Regions from separate parts of the Mus musculus genome. Here all the other regions are linked to region 3. A link is a contact called in public HiChIP or PLAC-seq data. All regions are on one chromosome and are shown on one strand. The core of a region is the stretch at or near the end of the contact, and the rest is flanking DNA. Distances in the headings are between cores, read along the strand shown.

The links. HiChIP or PLAC-seq counts read pairs in DNA pulled down with a chosen protein or histone mark.
Region 1: a contact with region 3 is called in an H3K4me3 HiChIP or PLAC-seq map of bone marrow-derived macrophages, with 4 times the contacts expected there. The contact joins the promoter of Usp4 here to the promoter of Gnat1 in region 3. A contact is called at or near these places in 2 of 39 promoter capture datasets (both in liver), 1 of 484 Hi-C or Micro-C datasets (liver) and 2 of 115 datasets of contacts at active chromatin or transcription factors (bone marrow-derived macrophages and pancreatic cancer cells).
Region 2: a contact with region 3 is called in an H3K27ac HiChIP or PLAC-seq map of large pre-B cells, with 3 times the contacts expected there. The contact joins the promoter of Manf here to the promoter of Gnat1 in region 3.

The regions. Positions count from the first base shown.
Region 1 is chr9:108,345,534-108,349,668 of GRCm38.p6, forward strand. Usp4 (ubiquitin specific peptidase 4 (proto-oncogene)) reads left to right here and starts at 2,298. Exons shown (of 22, transcript NM_011678.2): 1 at 2,298-2,485. The coding sequence starts at 2,385.
Region 2 is chr9:106,889,077-106,893,323 of GRCm38.p6, forward strand. Manf (mesencephalic astrocyte-derived neurotrophic factor) reads right to left here and starts at 2,862. Exons shown (of 4, transcript NM_029103.4): 1 at 2,738-2,862; 2 at 1,995-2,122; 3 at 1,085-1,226; 4 at 1-149. The coding sequence starts at 2,822. Dock3 (dedicator of cyto-kinesis 3) reads right to left here. Exons shown (of 53, transcript NM_153413.2): 53 at 3,749-4,247.
Region 3 is chr9:107,678,240-107,682,783 of GRCm38.p6, forward strand. Gnat1 (guanine nucleotide binding protein, alpha transducing 1) reads right to left here and starts at 1,395. Exons shown (of 9, transcript NM_008140.3): 1 at 1,204-1,395. The coding sequence starts at 1,309. Sema3f (sema domain, immunoglobulin domain (Ig), short basic domain, secreted, (semaphorin) 3F) reads right to left here. Exons shown (of 18, transcript NM_001379496.1): 18 at 3,260-4,544. The coding sequence ends at 4,190.

The sequences.
Region 1 (4,135 bases), core at 1,048-3,547, 670 kb after region 3:
CTTCAGGACCATACTCAAACATTACTTAAATCAAAGTCTTCCATTTTTTTTTTTTTCCTTTTTAAGCTTTTCTTTTCTTTTTTTCTTTTTTGGTTTTTCGAGACAGGGTTTCTCTGTATAGCCCTAGCTGTCCCGTTACTCACTCTGTAGACCAGGCTGGCCTCCAACTCAGAAATCCACCTGCCAGCCCAGCATGGTGGCTCATGCCTTTAATCCCAGCACTCGGGAGGCAGAGGCAGGCAGATTTCTGAGTTGGAGGCCAGCCTGGTCTACAAAGTGAGTTCCAGGAGAGCCAGGGCTACACAGAGAAACTCTGTCTCGAAAAACCAAAAAAAAAAAAAAAAAAAAAAAAAAAAGAAATATACCTGCCTCTGCCTCCCAAGTGCTGGGATCAAAGGCCTGTGCCACCACTGCCCGGCAAAATTACACCTGTGAAGTAGCAACAAAATAATTTGGTAGGGGGGTCACTACAACATGAGGAACTGTATTAAAGACTCCCAGCATAAGGAAGGTTGAGAACCATTGCTCTCGGGGTTACAATGCTCTCTGGCCTGAGGGTGCCTGCATACAGGTGGTGCACATACATTTATGCAGGGCGCACACACATACACATAAAATAAAATGTATCTTTTTTTTTTAATCTACTGGGAAGGTGAGGGAATTGGGGGTTCGTTTGTTTTGTATTAGTTTTTTGAAGGACATGCTTTCCTATCCGCCAAGAAACTGTTTTACTTGCCTTACTGTTAAGAACAGGATTTGTGCCAGGTGTGGTGGTGCACACCTTTAACCACAGCAGGAGGCAGAGGCAGGCGGATTTCTGAGTTCAAGGTCAGTCTGGTCTACAGAGTGAGTTCCAGGACAGCCAGGGCTACACAGAGAAACCCTGTCTCGAAAAAAAAAAAACCGAAACAAAACAGGATTTGCCTGAAAAGCAAAAGCTCACCAGTTGCCCGGGCATCTCCACAGATGGCTTTCTACCATGCTTTTAAACCTGTTCCAGAGCAAGATTTTCAAGACTTGCAATCTTTTCTTTTTCTTCTTCTTCTTCTTCTTCTTCTTCTTCTTCTTCTTCTTCTTCTTCTTCTCCTTCTCCTTCTCCTTCTCCTTCTCCTTCTCCTTCTCCTTCTCCTCCTCCTCCTCCTCCTCCTCCTCCTCCTCCTCCTCCTCCTCCTCCTTCTCCTTTTCTCCTTCTCCTTCTCCTTTTCCTTCTTCTCCTCCTCCTCCTTCTTCTCCTCCTTCTCCTCCTCCTTCTCCTCCTTCTCCTTCTTCTTCTTCTTCTTCTTCTTCTCCTCAAGACAGGGTTTCTTGTAGCCTTGGTTGTCCTAAAATTCTCTCTGTAGACCAGGCTGGCTTCGAATTCAGAGATCTGCCTACCTCTGCCTCCTGAGTGCTGGGTTAAAAGCCTGTGCCATCACCGCCCGGAAGAAAACGGAATCATTGTTTCAGGAAAAAATTAAGATGCCTGGACCTCTGTCGGCTTCGGTGGTTGCTACTCTCTCCTTGACCTGGATGGCTGACAGGATACAAAGTTGTTTAAGACAACTTTGTTTTTTGCGTCTATTTATGACTTTATTTTTGTTTTTTGCAGGTGTGGTGATGTATGCTTTTAATCCCAGCACTCTGGAGAAAAGGGCAAATGGGCCTAAATTCGAGACTAGCCTAGATTACATAAACAGCTCCAGGACAGCAGCTAGAAGAAACCTGTCCCAAACAAACAACAAATTTCACTATTGTGTGCCTGTTTGGCGAACGCGTGCCACAGTGTCTGTGTCGAGAACAAAGGACAACTTTAAAGAGTCAGTTTTCTTTTTCCACTTTTACACGGGTTCTGGGGATCAAACCCAGTTGTCACCCACGTAGCCATCGCGCCGGCCCTTGTTTGAAACAACTATTAATGGCTGGACCACACCGGACAGTCCAGATCTCAATGCGTCCGTGTGCACTTGGCTACAGGGGCTGCCGAGGCAGTAAATTCAATCTCGCATTTAGGCAGTCTTGCTGAAAGCCGCATGGAACCGAGTGGAAACAAGAAAAGCAAGCGGCAGGCTCCTCCTGCACGGATTTAGCATCAGGCTAACCTCACAGGCCAGGATGGAGCGAGTGACTGATGGGTCGAGGGCGGGCCAGCAGTCAGATCGCAGGAGCCGCTCAGACACGGGTGGATGTGGCCGCCGCCTCTGGGCGTCCAGCCTGCTTCTGTCCGCTTCGGCTCCGGAGGGGGCGGGGGGGGGTTAACAGCGCGTGGGGGCGGGGAGAAGAGGCGAAAGTCGACGGCGGTGCCGGGCGCGCGCACGTGCGTGGTTACGTGCGTGCGTGGGCGCGGCCCATAGCACGCCGTGCGCTAGGCGGATGTCCGGGCCGGCTGGGCCGGGGCGGCGGACGAGATGGCGGAAGGCCGGGGCAGCCGTGAGCGACCGGATGTGGAGACCCAGAAGACGGAGCTCGGAGCCTTGATGGGGACCACGCTCCAACGTGGGGCGCAGTGGTGAGCGTCCGCCCTGCCCTCCTGCGGCGCAGAGCGTCTAGCCGGCTCGCTGGCCCTCAGGCCGGACCTCTGTCCTCAGTTTTAGGTGGAGGCGGGCCGGGGGCGGTGCCTGGAGTCTGAAAGAGTGGCTTGACAGCGGCCGCTGATGAAAGAAACCCCGGGATCAGCTGGGGGACAGCGCTGACAGGCGTGGGGTTTGTCCCGGTCCATTCGGATTCACAGTAGTCTTGGACCGGCGGGGACAGGGGGTGTAGAATATAGAAAAGGGGGCGCGCTGGGGTCGGCGGGAGCGGGAAGGTGGGGGAAAGCACTTAACCACCGAAGACTTGGGCGCTTGATGGTGACCTTGGTGGGGGAAGTTTCCACCCCTTACACACCTCCGATCCTTAACAATTAAAACCTCGGTAGCAATTTGTGGCTTAGGACGCTCCTGGCGTGGAGAGAGGATCCGAAGTGGATACTTTGTAACTTGTAAACTGTGATACTTTGTAACTTGTAAACCGTGGGACAGGATTCAAAGCCAAAAACTAGAAGCCAGTTGTCAGATGGTCCGGGACAATTGTAGCAGTAGTTAGATGTAAGAGTGGGAGGGGAGGGGAAGGGAGGGGAGCTTGACTCCTGGAGCAAAATAGAAGATCGAAAGTTACAAGACTTTGCCAGGCACGCTGGCATATGCTTTATTGGTTTGCAGGAGCAGAGGCTGTAGGATTGCTGTAGGTTCAGGGCTGGTCTCATACAGTGAGCAGCACCCCCCCCCCAAAAAAAAAGTTCCAGGTTTACTAGAGCAGATTCAAATATGAGGCCTCTTAAGAGATTGTTAACTAGAAGGGATTGTACTCCCCAGTCGGGGAGAAATGCCTGGGTGGTGCTGCTGTGTAGGAGTCAAATAATAGGGTAGGTTTCTCATTGATTATGACCAATATGAGGACTGAAAAAGAGAACAGAACTTATGTGTTTGGGGTGTGGTCTAGGTGTAGTTTATGGTGTTTAAATTGAGCCAGTGAAAGGCCAGACAAATAGAGAGAGGTACTTTAGAAATTCTGCAAAGGGATGACACAGAAAGAATATTCAGGTTGGTCTGGATGCTCATGCCTGTAGTCTTAGTCCTGGAGGAGTATTGCTGCCAAATTTCAGGGCCAACCTCAGTGACATAGTAAAAGCCTTGTCTCAAAAAAAAAAAAAAAATGGTGGTGGGTAATGTGATTAATAACTTAGTAACATAGTTTTACTTGTAGAAAGAGTCCATTTGAAATGATTGCTCATGGGCTGGTGAGACTGCTCAGCATCTGAGAACTTAGATTATTCTTGCAGTGCCTGAGTCTGAGGCCCAGCACTCGGGTTTGGTGCCTCCCTGCCATCTGTAACTCAAGCTCCAGCTCCAGGGATAGCAACTCCCCTGACCTCCGTGGGCACTGGGAGTCATGCTCAAACTCAGGCACATAACCAAAGCATAATTAAAAAGAAAAACTCAGCCCAGGAGCGGTGGCACACATCTTTAGTCCCAGCGCTTGGGAGGCAGAGGCAGGTGGATCTCAGAGTTTGAGGCCAGCTCAGTCTACAGACAGGACAGACAGAGAAACCATGTTTCGAAAAACTGAAATAAATTAAATCCTAACTAGGCATAGTGTCACACAACTTTAATCCCAGCCT
Region 2 (4,247 bases), core at 1,612-4,111, 790 kb before region 3:
GTATTTAGGCATCAGTTCATTTATCTTCCGGATATAGTCAGACTTTTCTGCACAGCCTTTGCACATCTCCCCCCAGTCGTCCAGGATCTTCTTCAGCTCTTTCACCCGGAGCTTCTTCAGGTCCACTGTGCTCAGGTCAATCTGCTTGTCTGCAGGGAGAGCAGGAGAGTAAATGGCTGGGCAGGAGAGGCTGCAGGCCCAACTGTGCTGCACGTCAAACCATCCTTAGGATGTCCAGCCCTACGTGCGGCCGGGAAGACAAATGCACACTGCGCCCAAGATTGAGATGACAGTCTTCACCAGGAAGGCCACCTCAGGCTGTCAGTAGCCACCATAAGACACACAGTGCAGACAGCCTATGTGGTTTAGAGAAGGAACATAGCTCCAGTTCCCCGAGGGCTTCCTACATGCCAGCACAAAGGACAGCTCCAGGCTGAGCAGAGCAGACACACCCCTAGCCTCCCCAAGAGGCACCAGAGTCAGACACTTACTCCATAACCCACGTGACCCAAACAAACCGACACCAGAACCAACCAGGATACCAAATCAAATTCACACAAGTACAAAATTCCCGAACATTAGTGCAGTAAACACTGGCATCGTTTAAACTTTATAGGAGAGGCCTAGCTCTTCTCGAGACTAGGATTCTGTGCAACCAGATGGGCTCTGCCATGGTGATGCTGTAACTGTCACGCCTGGGGTTTAGAGCCATGACTGTTGAACTCAAGTTCCCACCACATCACTTCTCTGCTCAAAAACTTCTAAAGCTCCCAAGTTTTTAGACTAAAAGCCAAATTTCCCCCCAAGGCTCTGTCCAACTTGACCTCTACGTACTCCACCACTATCTATAATCTCTATCTGCACTGCTCTATCAGATGGCCTCTGGGTCAACCCTCATCCTTCAAAGTATGTTAAGTCACCCTTTGACCTCCACCTATGTTCGATGCGCAAGTCTGTTCCCTGCAGCACAGAGAATCATCCTTTATGCTACAAACCCGCTTTTGATGACTCTTCTGGCTAGAAAGTTAAGTCCAGAAAGGGTATGCAGAGATGGTAGAAGGCACAGGGTCCGAGTCACACTCACCGTATTTTAGTTCACAGATCTGGCTGTCTTTCTTCTTCAGCTTCTCACAGATCTTTTCCACAGGGATATGGTGGGCCAGGGGCTTCGACACCTCATTGATGATCTTGGTGGCAGCATCATCTGTGGCTCCAATGTAGTAGCACTGCAGCAAAAACCAAAACAAAACAAAATGAAAGCCTTGAAAAAAATCTGCATGCATGAGAGCATGTGTCAGAGGCCAGAAGGCATCAGGTTCCCTGGAGCTGCAGTGCAGGGTGCTGTGGATGCTGGAATTGAACTCAGGTCCTCCACAAGAGCAGCACACATTCATAACCAACTCTCCAGTTCCAGACAACTGTTAGGTCACCTTGAAAACCTCTCTTTGCCAAGGCTTCGGTTTGTTAGTCTGCCCAGATCTAGCTGTCCCAGGCCCGAGGCACTTGATATATGCTCAGCTGCAGAGTTAGAGTTCCGATGAGAGACTACCATGGAAATTAAAGCTACAAGAGGCTGATGCTCCGCCAGGGTCCTTGACCTTGACTTGGCCCTGGCCATCTCGGGGCACCTAGCCAACTACTTCTGGTTCCAATCACACCAAATTCATTCTGGTCTTTGGGCACTCCCATTGCCTGAGTTGTGCTCACTCCACCTCACTGACTCCCTGTCCTCAGAGGTAGATACCCACTACTTTCTCTCTCAGCTCCCACCCACCAACTCTCCTAGCTTATTTCCTTCATGGCATCTGGCATCACTGCCTTGCAGTTGCCTGTCATTTTCTCTCCTGGTCTTACCAATATTCAGCTTATAGCAATGTTTAATAAATAGAGGATAAAAACACTTAAACCTCACATTAGTATATATACAAGTCCCATCACAAAGTGGACAGTGCCCAAGAGCCAGGGACAGGCTGGGTGGGTCACCAGCTACTTACCAACCGATTCTCTTTGCCTCTTGCTTCACGGCAAAACTTTATAAGTTCTTCTTCAATAGTGGCTGGTGAAAATGTGACATCTCTGTCTTTGAGGTCCTGGTAAAATCGTCCCAGATAAGAAATACAAACTGGAAAAGAGGGAGGAGATGGTAAGTAATTATTAGTCTCCATTTCCCCTGGAAAAAACTCTGTCAGCAGTTTTGCTAGAAGGGATTAATTTTTTTTTTTAACTCGGGTACTCAGAAGTGCACAGAGCCCTTAGGTTGCTGGGGTCCTTGTACCCAGTTGCATGCTGGGAATGAACATTACCCAAGTGACCCACACACAACCCTCTCTGCTCTTTTCAAGTTTAAGTCTAGAGTGGACACGTGTCCTTGAGGGAACTCATTGTGACCTCATAAGGGACAGATTGAAGGCTGAAGCAAATGATCAAAATGCTCCTCATTCCAAATACATCGAACCCCCAAGTGCAGCTTAGTAACCCCGAGACGGTTGCGGCCCACAGGATGCCTTCCTGTAATCGCTAAAGTGATGGGAAGACAAAAACTCCCGGGATGTGGGCTTCCGGCCAAGTTATTAACGCTACTGAACCGACGCGTTCCCTTAAATGGGTCAACGTCTCTAGGCCCGGGAAATAAGTGAGGCCCTTTCTCCAGCGGAGCCCCGGGACGGGCCGTCGCTCCCACCCTTTCGCTTTCCTTGGGTTTAGCGCCGCCAGGCCGCCCCCATCCGGTCCCCCGCACCTTCACAGTCTCCTGGCCGCAGCGCCCGGCTGTCAGGCAGCACGCTCAGGGCCAGCGCTACCGCCAGCCCGCGCGTAGCCCACATCCTCCTCAGCCGTCTCCACCACCGCCGCCGCCGCGCGAATGAACCGCACCCGGCGCGGTGTTCCGCCTAGTGGGCTGGAACAGAAACCTGAGCTTCCCATTGGTGTGCGATCCCCGCGCCCACCCATATGCTGCATCCTCATTGGTCCACGTGCCCAGGAGCCCAGACCGGCGGCTCCACGCTACCCTCCCTCATTGGCTGCTGCTGTCTGGGACCTAGACAGTTGTCGGTTGCTGATTGAGCCTGGGCGGTCCATAGGGGTGCGGAGGGAAGGTGCACGGGTCGCCATGTTGGGTTAGGGCAGCTGCTTTGGCTGCTTACCCGGAACCCTCTCAATCTATTGACTCGACCCGAATGCCGAGTCTTGGTTCCACACCCACTCCTCCCGACGCCCGGACTCGTAGAGCAGCATTTCTGGCGCCACCCTATAGCCAGTAGGATGGGCGGCGGGAGCATGGATCAGAAGCGGTTCCTTGTTTTGAACTACCACGTGGATTGCCGAGCCAATCAAGGGGAACGTCCACTTTGATTCGCCGGCTTGCTCAGACCCCGCTTTAACCTGGGTCAGACGGCAGAACCTCTTAAACGAAAGGTCTCGGCCTGCCTAGTCGTTTCCCGTCCTGGGCCTCTGAGGACCTCGCGGCAAGGCTGCGAGCAGAGGCGTTGGTCTACCTTCCAAATGGAGGCCATGGGATCTTGGGAGGTTTTGTTCTCCACTCTTGGAGACACGAGGATGGGAACTGGAGACATTACCGCCTGGACTGCCCTAATGCTAAGTGCAAGGGCTTTGGCCACTCGCCCTGGAAGGCGGAATATGGAGAGCGGCCGACTAAGTGCAGAAAAGTATCTGGAGCTAAAAGGGCTTGGAGCCCGGCGACAAGGGTTTGAGAGGGGCACTTATGCTCCCATTCAGTGAAATCAGTGGATCAATATCAGGTATTCATCTTTAATTCACATCACAGCAGTCAAGGGATGGAGGTGGGGGAGTCAGTTGCCAGATATTTACATCTAAAAGTCACATTTTTTGTTGGATTTATAACATGCTACCACAATATATACAGTAAAATGCCTCTTGGGACACTGGCACAAATTTTTTTCTTTAACTTTTCTGGTACAGGTAAGATAATTTTAAGTCAGTTTTTCTTTAGACATGAATACACAAAAGAAATGGTTAGAAGTTTTCTTGTTTTAAATAAGCACAGAATGCCAGAGGTTAAAAACACATTTATAGGGCTTATTACCAATTAGACATACTCTATACATTTTTTTGCTCAAATTCCTGTACAAATACACAGCATTCAAATAGGTATTTACAAATACGCTTTAAACAATGAAAATCAGTATTTCACAATCTTTTCAAAGGATTCTGATCTCTGACCTCCCATTTCCCTCACACTGGCTGGTTTTTCAATAAAAAGTATTCAG
Region 3 (4,544 bases), core at 145-2,644:
AAATCTTTAAAAAAAAAAAAAAAAAAGAAAGTCTTTAGTATGCTGCGAGATCAAAATAAGACCCTCTAGTGCCACCTTGTGGAGATTTTCAGTACCACATGCATAGGACTATCCGAATGGACCAGCCTCTGCTTTTCACCTGAAACTAGGGAGATGTCTCTGAGAGACTCAGAGGGAATTAGCATCCTTAGATGGGGGAGAGGACAGAGCCGATATCCTTTCTGAGCCTGCACTCCTTAAGGGTGTTGGATACAATTAATGGGATTTCCGGCTTAGCTTTGGCCTTTCTCTTGGGGCTCTGGCTTAGTACCTCTGGCTGCCCTTCTAAAGCAGCAACTTTCCCTTTGGGGTTAAGCAATGGTACCCGCATGTCCCCTCAATACCCACGGGATCATGAGGTTGGCTTTATTTATCCCATGTAGGCCTCAATATCTTTCCACTTCCTTTTTTCCTTTTGTGTAAGCCTGGCTATTCTGGAACTCACTCTGTAGACCAGGCTAGCCTCAGACTCAGAGAGTCACTTGTTCTTGCCTCCCAGTGCTGGGATTGAAGGCCTGCGCCACCACTGCCTGGCATCTTTCCACTTTTAAAAGCTGTCTCACAGGTCTACTGATGACCAAGTTCTGGCACCCAGTGCCTTTGTGGACCTGGGTGATCCTAGAGTTATTCTCAGACCTTATTCTCAAGAGAGAAAGAAAAGCCAAGAATACCTTGCTGAGCAGGCCTGGAAAACCCACAGCTATAGTCTGAGGGCAAAATGTGCCTGAACACACACATTCATACAATGGTGTTTGGTATACCCTTCTGCAGAGAAGAGTGTCCCCAGGGGCTGGAGAGATGGCTCAGTGGTTAAGAGCACTGACTGCTTTACCAGAGGTCCTGAGTTCAATTCCCAGCAACCACATGATGGCTCACAACCATCTTTAATGGGATCCGATGCCCTCTTATGGTGTGTCTAAGAGAGCGACAGTGTACTCACCTACATAAAATAAATCTTTTTTTTAAAAAAAAGGGTCCCAAGAAATTATCTTGGGATCCTTGCCTTGGGGACTATGACATCATCACCTGGCCTTGCCTGGGAATGGCTCCCACCACACTGTCATTCTTCCTCCGTCTAAGGAATCCCTGCTTCAAGGAGAGGCTGTTTGCCTAGCCTGACTGCCCGGCAGCTGTCCCCTCCCCATCGCTGGCCCACACCCCTACCCAGAAGCAGCAGTTTCACAGTGCGGGCATCCTTCTCAGCATCCTCTTTCAGCTTCTTCTCCAGCTCTCTGGAGTGCTTCTCCTCAGCGCTGGCCCCAGCCCCCATGGTCCCAGCAGCAGGCAAAGGGACAGGGTAGGCAGCCTCCCCGGCCTCCTCAGACGACCTTCTGGCCCCAAAGCCAACAATCAACTGGCTCTCCACAGACCTGCACAGGTCCTGGTGGGGTAGCTCGGTGGGATTTGGGAGCTAGGGATGCCCGAGGGCCAATCAGAGACAAGGACAGGTGAAGCTCAGTCTCCTAGCATTTTAATCTGGCTGGCAAGGCCCCAATCCTTCAACTGCTGACTTGGCACCCCTCTGCCCCCCTCCAGGTCTCCAGATGAGATCCTAGAGAGTCCTCTTCCACTCCTGTCCTATATACATTTATTTGGCAGAATTGAGGGAACAGACCCTTTAGTCCCGGGAGTGGGGGGACTGGGAGCTGGCAGGAGAGTGCTGAAGGAGGTGTAGGCACAGAGGGCCTAATGTTTTCCCAGCTGTGGTCACCTCTCCTTATCTTGTAAGCTTACATGAACTTGGAGGAAGGTGGTGCCCGAATCTCAGCCCCATTTTACCGATTAGAAGAGGCTCACATAATTAGCAGTGGCTTAGAAGAGTGGGGTGTCTCTGGACCAGAGGGTACTGTGCCTCCTGGGAGCCCTGAGGGAATAGGTGACTATTTGCCTACCACTCAGGGTTAAATGTGACCCTGTACATGGTGTCTACATGTCCTCTGCTGGTAGATGGGTGAGTCTGCTATACACAGCCCATGTGTGTCTTTCTGTTCCTTACTAGAATCGAGCGAAGTTAAGTGCACACACCCAGTCCTGTATACCTGCATGTATGTGTACCTGCTAGTAGTTAAGTACATGTGCTCTTACATACCTGTTTAAATGATGATGAGTGCAGCCTGTGGATGTGCAGTGGTGCTCTGTGTGTGTATACTGGGGATCAAGTCTAGGATGCCCGCATGCTGGGCATGTACTTCAGTCCAGCATGCTCTACCTGTTCTCCGTCTAGGCACGGGTGTGTGTGTGTGCTCATTTTGCAGGGCTTTGTGTGAATTCACAGTGCCCTTGCCTAAGCATTTAGATGCACACCTGTGTGCCTGTGTGTGCATACATGCTTGCCTGTGCCAGCCCATGCACACTGTCTAAGCGTACATGTGCATTTAGATGCAACAAAGATCACCATAGAGGTGGCTACATTCAGTGTATCTTTGGCAAGCCTATTGTCAGATGTGAAGATCTTGGCGCTCCCCAGAGTACAGAAGAGTGAGTGGGGTCTCACTTGCTCTGCTTTTGCTTGGTCTACTCATAATGTGGGACCTGCATAGGGTACCACTCTAACCTGACAGCCTCTATTCCAGGGTTTGGAGACCTGCTCAGGTGTAGCAGTTGGTGACATATGGAGCCTGCTGTGCGGAGCATCTAGGTGCTAGAGATGGCTTCTGCCCATATAACCGGAAACCCCATCTTGGGCTCTCTATGGGTCTAGAGCCTCTTTTCCTAAACCAGACTCAACTCTGTGACAGACTACAAGGGGGTGCTAGGGTCCCAAGCTCCAAGCATAGAATTGTCCCTAAAGATAGTAGGAAGTAGATTCCCTGTCCTGGCAATTTTGTCATTCGTCCTGAGTGAGGAGGGCTCTGTTCAGGAGCAAATGTCATCTGTCACTTCAGCCCTTGGGCTCCACCCACCCTCAACTGCACAGGGTTAAGTGGAGCCTGGGCCGCAGGGGTCTCTGGAGCTTAGGAAATGCAGGAGCCCTGATTATTAAACCAAACCTGTCTTCTACACAGATGTTGTGTGTGTGTGTGTTTTTTTTTTCAAGATAGGGTTTCTCTGACTGTCCTAGAAGACATTCTGTAACCAGGTTGGCCTCAAACTCAGAGATCCCCTGCCTCTTGTAGCAGATGCACTGCCTTCAGGTCCCTCCCTGGCTTGAAATTTCTCAGCAGTTGTGGCCCTAACCCGCCTCCATTCCCACTCCAATCACCAAGGAGAGAAACCAAAGTCTAGTCCCAGAGCCAGCATTTATTAGCAAGATGGAACCCAAGAGTGGCTGTGGCCTGGGTAGCAGAGGCTGCAGGACACCCCTCCCCCAGACCATCTACCCCACTGCCTCCAGAGCTAGTTACACCCGTCACCTGAGGCAGTAGGCAGAAGGGAGACTTGGGGATGCCAGACAGGCCCTGGGCCTCCACCACGGCCCGTGTATCCTCAGGGCGGGGGGGGGGGTTCTTTTAAGCCATGCCCGCACCCAGCCCCACCCATGAGTCGAGGCGGCACAGGAAAAGCTAAGGAGGTAGAGTGGGCTGGACCTGCCAGGACAACAGGCAAGGAAGGGAGAAGAGAAGGTTCTGCCTCACCCAGACAGACGTCTCTTCTGTCCCCAATAAATAGGGAAAAAATACCTGGGAAAGGTTGGCCTTGACTAGGCACCTCTGTCCCAGGCAGGGGCCTGTCTCCTGGGATGGCCCCTTTCTCCCTCCTCCGAGTGCCCTGAGCCCCCACCCCAGACTCCACAGCAATCCTGGTGTCCACGTCTATGCCGAGGCACAGATGACAACGCGCATCAGCAAAGGCATGCGGTCCATGCCCTGACAAGAAGGGCTCGCTCCCTCCCTGTGTTTTGTAGATCTTGACAGCTCTTCAGCAGGGAGATCTCCATGGAGTCTGGGGACTGTGTGGTCTCGGGCTGGCCCTGGCAACTCCCTAGGCCGGGCTGGGCATTGCTCAGTCATGTGCCATTGCTGACCAACACGGGTCTAAGTTCTGGATAATGCTGCCACCTAGGCAGGCTATATACAACCCACCAATAAATACTGTCTTTGCAGGGGTAGGGTATGTATAGAATATAGATATTTTTATATATATATATATCTTTTATATTAAAAGGGATGAGGGGCTAGGCTGGTCCTATGCAGGCCTCCAGCAGCTGGCCTCATGTGTCCGGAGGGTGGTGGCGGCGGTTCCTCGGCTTTTTCTGGTCCTGGAGTTCAGGAGGCCTAAGTGCTCCTGGCGCCTCCCTGGGTCTGGGGGGCACGTGGCGCCAGTAACCCTGGCAGTACTGATGGATGAGGCCCACTTCCGGCTGGGCTAGGAGCTGGGCCAGCTCCTGGTAAGGAGGCGTTGGAGGGCCTGTGCCAGGAGGTGGAGGGACGCTCACAGCCAGTGGGGGGAAGAGGGCAGCATGGACGGCATCCCGGCCCAGTACATGCAGCTGCACCCGCGTGACGATGTGCTTGAAGTTGTTCTCAGTGGCCGTGCAGGAGTAGAGGCCGCGGTCACCAAGCTGC